2 separate regions of the Mus musculus genome follow, and region 2 is linked to region 1. A link is a contact called in public targeted proximity ligation data. All regions are on one chromosome and are shown on one strand. The core of a region is the stretch at or near the end of the contact, and the rest is flanking DNA. Distances in the headings are between cores, read along the strand shown.

Region 1 (3,609 bases), core at 719-3,218:
AAATGGCTGGGTGCAGGCCACGTCCATGGGCAGGCAGCAAGTCTCCTAGGCCGATCGTGCTGAGTGAGCCGAAACAGAAGTAGATGGCTTCTAGCAGGCTGCAGTCACCCTGTACACCCCACAGCACCAGTGCTGGCAGCAGCATGAAGACACAGGCCACCAGGAGGCCCAGTCCTGCTGCCTGTAGCAGAGCAGCCTGAGCTGGTGCCAGCTGCCAGCGAATGGCTACCCAGTCACCTGGGCGACTGAACACAGGCAGCAAGCAGTGGCGCAGGGCAGCCACAAGTGCTAGAGAGGCTGGCAGCCCAAGGGCTGCATAGACCACACAGAAGGCCTTTCCACCTGAGGAGAGTGGGGCCATGTGGCCATAACCTGGAAAAGAGAGAGAAGAGGGCAGCAAGCTTTTGAGTGGGCTGCCCCTGGCGGTCACTTTTTCTCCATCACCTCCCACAGAAGTCTGCCTTTTGGTGATGACATGAATGCTTCAGGCTGGGGTCCTCTTTTCACTGGATGGTGGACTGGCTTCTTAACCTCACTGGGTTACTGTTGTCTTTTCTGGAAAATTAATTCTGAAGACAGATGCCCTAGGCTGTCTGTAGCTGGAACAATTTAAAGCTGATTCTGGCTTTGAGAGACCCTTCCTCTTTATCTGTACTTCAGATGGAGACCAGGGAGCCCCATGCCTTCTAGGCAAGCGCTCCACAACTAATGTCTCCCCAGCCAGATCCTGACTTCCTGGGTTTGTCAGTTCTTATTTTTACCATTATTTCCAAATCTTCAACCTGTGGCATGCCATCCGCCTTCTTTCCCCAAATGTGTATCTGCCCGGGCTCTGGGTTATGGGAGGGAAGCAGGCAAGGGAACAAGACGTTCTGAAAAGAGGCAGCATGCACGAGAGACAGCATTTAGAGCCAGAGAAGCAGGGAGCAAGAAAGGGAGAGGTAGGAGACTGGGGCATGCTGGGAGAACAAGATCAGCAGGGTCCATGGGTTACAAAGGCCAAAGCTCCTAGGAGTCAGCTGTGAGGTAAGAGTGTAGTGAAGACTGGGTGGGCCAGCGGCCATGTGGTCTAGAGGCAGGCTCCATCCTGCTCCAGCCAATTGGAAAGGAAGTTAGAGATACATATTTCACTTTGAAAAGTATTTAGACTATTAGCAGGACAATGAAACAAAACCAACCCCCTAGGACTAGTTCTGTGCCTAAGCACATCTGTTCTCTTAGCCAGGAATTTCGCTAACCCGACCTACTTCTGCACCCTGTTCACTGGGCTCTGAGCACATCATCACCACTTCCTCCCCTCAGACTTCCTCGAGGGCGGCTCTAAGCTGTGCTTCCTACAGCATCTCTCTAGCCAAGAGTCTATCCCACCCAGATGTATTCTCTGTCTGGCTTCAGGCCTATGTGACCCGGGTTTCTCTGCTGGATGCAGAGTGCTGAGGGGCGGGGCTGGGGAGGCCACACCCCTCCTGGCAGCTTAAGTGGAGGCACCAGTTGGGGTGTGTTGTGTGGGGAGCCCCACTTGTGATGTCAGGTCTGATAGAGCCGTGGCTTTGTCTGGAGCTTTGGGGTGGGGGAAGGGCTTGCACCCTAGAGCTCTTGGGTCCTCCTCCTGGTTTGCTTGGTGGTAGTGGTGGTAGTGCCTACCGGTGGTGGTGAGGATGCTGGCAGTGAACAGCAGAGCTGAGGGCAGATCCCAGTTGCTTGTCTCTGAGCTGTTGCCCAGGCTGGAAACTCCATGGGCCTGTGCTCTCAGGACCGCACCTAGCAGCTCCTCCAGGGCCTCAGGTGGCAAGCAGGCCCTGTGCTCTGCCTGGAAGCTAGCCAGTTCAGCCTGGACCTGGGCCTGGAGGTGGCGAGCTGGAGGGCCCTCCAGGGCCTGAAGCACCACAGCCCCAAGGCCCATGGCCAGCAGGTGGGCCATAAGCAGGAGCAGGTATCGGGCCCATGGTTTCAGACTCCCCATAGCATGGCACTGAGTCTGGGAAGGTGAGGGAGTAGGCTAAGCCACCAGTGGCACCAGGGAGGGGCTGCGAAGGGCGTGGCGGGGAGGAGGTGCTGCGTGGGTAGGCGGCTGAGATGACTAGAATGAACGTGAATGAGGGAGGTGAGCCACAGCACGCCCAGTTTCTGGGGCAAGACATGGCAGCCGGGCACTGGGGGTGGGCGGAGGAAGACACTGTGGTGAGAAGACTGACTGGGTGAGAAAAGCCTGGAGAGATCCTCACACGAACGTACGCAAAGTCACGCCTCCTTGGTCACATATGCATCACTCATTCAGACACCAGGGAAGATGACAGACACAGGTTTGTCCTCTCCTGCTGCTCCCATAAGAAATCTGCTGACAAACTACCAGGGAGCAGCCTGCGGGGAGGGCAAACTTCCCAGGAAAACTCTTTGAAGGAAGTAATATTCCAACCAGAGAACAAGCTAGTTATGGTGCTGGAAAGATGGTCTGCTGTGAGGAACACTTGCTGTTCTTCCAGAGGACCTTGGTTCGATTCCTGGCACCTACATGGTGGCTCACGACTGCCAGTGACTCTAGTTCCAGGTTACCTGAGAGCCTTCCCCTGGCACAGGTATACCAGGTACACTTGTGGTAAAGACCCATGCAGGCAAAACAGCAATCTATATAAAAATATAGGGCCAAGTGTGATGGCGAATGCCTTCAAGATTTCTGTGAGTTCAAGGCTAACCTGATCTACAAAGCAGGTTCGAAGTCAGGGCAATAGAGTAAGATTGTCTAAAATAAAATAAAAGTTTAAAGATAACATCAGGGAAAAAGTCATATAGGAGTCAGAGACCAACCATGAAGAAGGGGCTGAGGAGACAGGTTGTTGTTGGCAAGTAGACCAAAGATCTTGTGAGGATGCTGAAGCATTCTGGGTGGGACAGTGATCGCCTAAGCAGAGGGTGGGAGAGGCTCTGTGGGACTCAGAATAGACACAGTTGGAGAGAGCATGAGGTAAGGGCGCTTGGTGTTCCTGACTCTTTGTTCTGGCTCTTGCTGCAGATCTCCTGCCTCTGCCTGGCTGGACTGCAGACCTGGAATGGCTACTTTGTGTAAATTGGGGGAGCTTCATTCATAAACCATGGAAGGACTGCCCTAAGGCATTGACTGGGTGGGAACCTCAAGGCCAGGTCCAGGCCACCAGGGAGGGTCACCATGCTTCCAGGTGGGTGGGCTTCCCCATATCCAGAATATGAGAGGCAAACCCAGGGCAAACCCTTGAGATTTTTCCCAGAGGTGAGTATCTCCCTGGGGTGAAGACGACACATCCTGGGAAAGGTTCCTAGAGATGACATCGCAGCTGGGCCTAGCAGGCAGACAGGGACCACCGGCAACAAGGAACCTCCGGGCAAAGCATCACTTGAATGGTAGAGATGGCTCAAGGAAAAGCCTGGCAATGGTGAGAGGCTGGCTGGGCTGGGCCTTAGCGACTACCCAGTTGCTGGGCTTGGTCCTAGGAGAGGAGGCACAAGGCCTCCTAGCTCTGCCTCAGCTACTTATCTGCCCAGAGTTCTAGGGGCATGAAGACAAAACACCAGATTACCTCCAAGAAAGGTGACATTACATTTGGGGAGACAGCTTACAAGTTTATTTGGCTTCAT
Region 2 (3,308 bases), core at 715-3,214, 98 kb before region 1:
TCAAGTTTTTGTCCTTTCAGAACTAAAATTCTAAAAAATTTCCAGGCCCAAAGCATCCATCAAGTGTGCCTCTAGAGAGGAACCGTTTGCACTCAGTAACATTCCATTCTTTAGGGCTTCTTACAGACAGAAAAAGAGAAAAGTAGGGCAGTTTTGCAAGGGTCACCTGAAAGCTGCTTAAACAAGCCCCAGGCTTGGTACACACAGCTTTAATCCAGCACTTGTGTAAGGACCTGAGTTTGAGGCCAGCCTGGTCCAGAAACCCTGTCTCAGGAAAAATAAATAAGGAAGAAAGAAAAAGCTTAAACTGGCCATTGGGATGGGAAGGGAGGCAATGGTCTAACACTGGACCTCCAGCTTTGCTAGAGCCCCACCTCAGTCTAAGGGTGCCTCTCTCCTTTAGTTTTATAATAGAATATTCATGTAATTTTATGTCCTTAGTGACTATCAGCCTGTATGGTCATTAAGTTCTGTCTACCCTGGGAAAGCCTCTGCCCAAACCTCCCTATTCACAGGTCCTAGAACGTAGAGGTGGGGAGCAGGACGGTGCCGCCAGGCCGTGTGCGATCGCGAGCTCTGGATCTCAATGCGCCCCGGGGCGCTGTTTCCCACGACTCCAGCAGCTTTTCTAAAAATCCAGGCAGCCTCCAGTTTACGGGATCAACCCGAGACTCGCTTCCCTTTGAAAATTCTAGAGTATAAAGTAAACGTACGAGCAAAGTATGTGTCTTAACACTTAATGGATGACATAGAGACCAAAAAAGCCATGTCCGTGGGCCCAGTAGGCCGCAATAAGGGGCGACCAGGAAACTGCAGCACAGCCCCCCGCAGCCGCCCTGCTCCCACACCAGTCATTCCAGCACCGTGGTGAAGGCGCTTGGGGGCGGGGCGGGGCGCGCCTGCGCAGCGAGGCTCTGCAGCAGAAACTTTGCCTAGACCGGCTGGAACCGGTTAGAACCGGTCGAACCCGGCCGGCTGCCAGCCCTCGATTCAGCAGCTCACAAAGGGAGGCGGCGACTCACGACCCGCGTATCCTTGCGCCTCTCCCCACCCCCTTTGTCCTCGCGACGGGTTCCGCGGTCCTCCCCGCCCTCCCTGGCGCGGCCCCCGCTTTCTGCGCCCAGTGACGCTTTCTCCATGGTCCTGGGAGAAAGAGAAAAACATCCTTTCCCCTCCGTCGTAGTTTTAGGAAGCGATGAGATAGACCTGGGGACCTTGCCGCCACGGGCCGGGCTCTGACGGTTATTAGCGCAGTGCGGGTGGTGCTCGGCATGGCCGCCAAGGTCGCCGTGCCCTCACCTGCAGCGACCATGGCCTTGCTGGGCTGAGACCGCAGCCTAACATGGCGGACGTAGGCAAGCACCAAAGCGCTCGTGTACCCGGGCTCGGAAAAGTGGCCCCGAGAGCAGCCGGAGGCTGCAGGTCGTCCCTACAGGAGCATTCCCAGTATAAACCAGTACAAAGTGTCACCACCTCAGAAGCCACTCGCAGGGCCGGTCACTTTCCGAGAGACCTCCATCTTGTTTCGCATGAAATGGCAGCCGCTCGGGGAGTTACAAAATGGGAAGTGGAAGCTGAAGCTGTGGGAAAGCCTGTTTTAACACTTGCAACATACGCTATACCCTCTGTCCTCCCAGGAAAACGCAAAAGGTGTTGAAACATCTGAAAAACTTGGGGCTCCCATTTTTAATAGCTATTAGTTCATGTTTTTTCTCCTTGTGACCAGAAATTTTAAACCTATTTGTACCTATTTAGCTGGTACAAGCTAAACATTTCTCTGTATTAGCAAGGTCCAAGAGGCCCACACGACGTCAAGAAAAATCTAGAAACTTGGAAGTCAGGATCTATTTTTAACTCTCTGAGGAACTATTTTTCTTCCTTCACCAAGGTGGTGGAGGGTTACTAGGTTCCGGTGGAGTGACGTGTCCCTTTGCAATAAATACCGGCGCTCCGGGCTCTGCGTCAGGCATTCAGGCAGCGAGAGCAGAGCAGCGTAGAGCAGCACAGCTGAGCTCGTGAGGCAGGAGACTCAGCCCGAGGAAATCGCAGATAAGTTTTTAATTAAAAAGATTGAGCAGTAAAAAGAATTAGAACTCTAAACTTAAGCTAATAGAGTAGCTTATCGAAATATTACTTAGTCTTAATAATCTAAGAAGATCTTAAGAGATAACATGAAGGCTTATTTAAACAGTTTGAAAAAGGAAATGAGGAGAAAAGTATTTGTACTGTATAATGGAGGCTGACCAGAGCAGTTTAGGAGATTGTAAAGGGAGGTTTTGTGAAGTTCTAAAAGGTTCTAGTTTGAAGGTCGGCCTTGTAGATTAAAACGAAGGTTACCTAAATAGAATCTAAGTGGCATTTAAAACAGTAAAGTTGTAGAGAATAGTTTGAAAATGAGGTGTAGTTTTAAAAGATTGAGAAAAGTAGGTTAAGTTGACGGCCGTTATAAAAATCCTTCGACTGGCGCATGTACGTTTGAAGGCATGAGTTGGAAACAGGGAAGATGGAAGTGTTAGGCTAGCCGGGCGATGGTGGCGCACGCCTTTAATCCTAGCACTTGGGAGGCAGAGGCAGGCGGATTTCTGAGTTCGAGGCCAGCCTGGTCTACAGAGTGAGTTCCAGGACAGCCAGGGCTACACAGAGAAACCCTGTCTTGAAAAAACAAAAAGGTTAGGCTAGTATTTGGAGAAAGAAGATTAGAAAATGGAAGTGAAAGACGAAGAAGACATACAGGAAGGTGAAGAAAAAGCTGTTAGAGAAGATAGGAAAATAGAAGACAAAGCATCTTTAGAAGACAGAAAAGGTACTTAAAGGCACAGGTAGTAGGAAGCCGAAGAATAGAAGATAGAAAGAAGCAAGATAGAAAAACAAAATGGAAGTTAAGACAACTTTGGATGCCAGCATTCAAGATAGGCAAAGAAGATAAGATTGAGGCCAAAAGGTTGGATAAGATATAAAGTCAGAAGGAAATTATCTTTAAAGCCATAAGTTCAAATTTCTGATGGAGCGAGCAGTTTAGAAGAGTCTTTAGACAGCCACATACAAGATTGAAGCTAGCAATCAAAGCTACTAGGACTGAAGTAAAAAGTTAAGGCAGAATGCCTTTGAAGAGTTAGAAGAATATTAAAAGCCTTAACTTGTAGCTTAATTTTGCTTGATGACAAAAGGACTTTTGATAACAGTTTCAAGATTGTCAGCATTTTGCATTGGACTTGAGCTGAGGTGCTTTTAAAATCCTAACGACTAGCATTGGCAGCTGACCCAGGTCTACACAGAAGTGCATTCAGTGAACTAGGAAGACAGGAGCG

What was found.
Region 2: a contact with region 1 is called in a targeted proximity ligation map of embryonic stem cells, with 5 read pairs. A contact is called at or near these places in 5 of 130 datasets of targeted methods (craniofacial prominence, embryonic fibroblasts, embryonic stem cells and 2 more) and 3 of 9 other capture datasets (adipose tissue, liver and pancreatic islet).

Annotation. Positions count from the first base shown.
Region 1 is chr19:5,702,830-5,706,438 of GRCm38.p6, reverse strand. Kcnk7 (potassium channel, subfamily K, member 7) reads right to left here and starts at 1,968. Exons shown (of 3, transcript NM_010609.3): 1 at 1,645-1,968; 2 at 1-372. The coding sequence starts at 1,963. Map3k11 (mitogen-activated protein kinase kinase kinase 11) reads right to left here. Exons shown (of 12, transcript NM_022012.3): 12 at 3,574-3,609.
Region 2 is chr19:5,801,328-5,804,635 of GRCm38.p6, reverse strand. Malat1 (metastasis associated lung adenocarcinoma transcript 1 (non-coding RNA)) reads left to right here and starts at 1,964. Exons shown (of 1, transcript NR_002847.3): 1 at 1,964-3,308.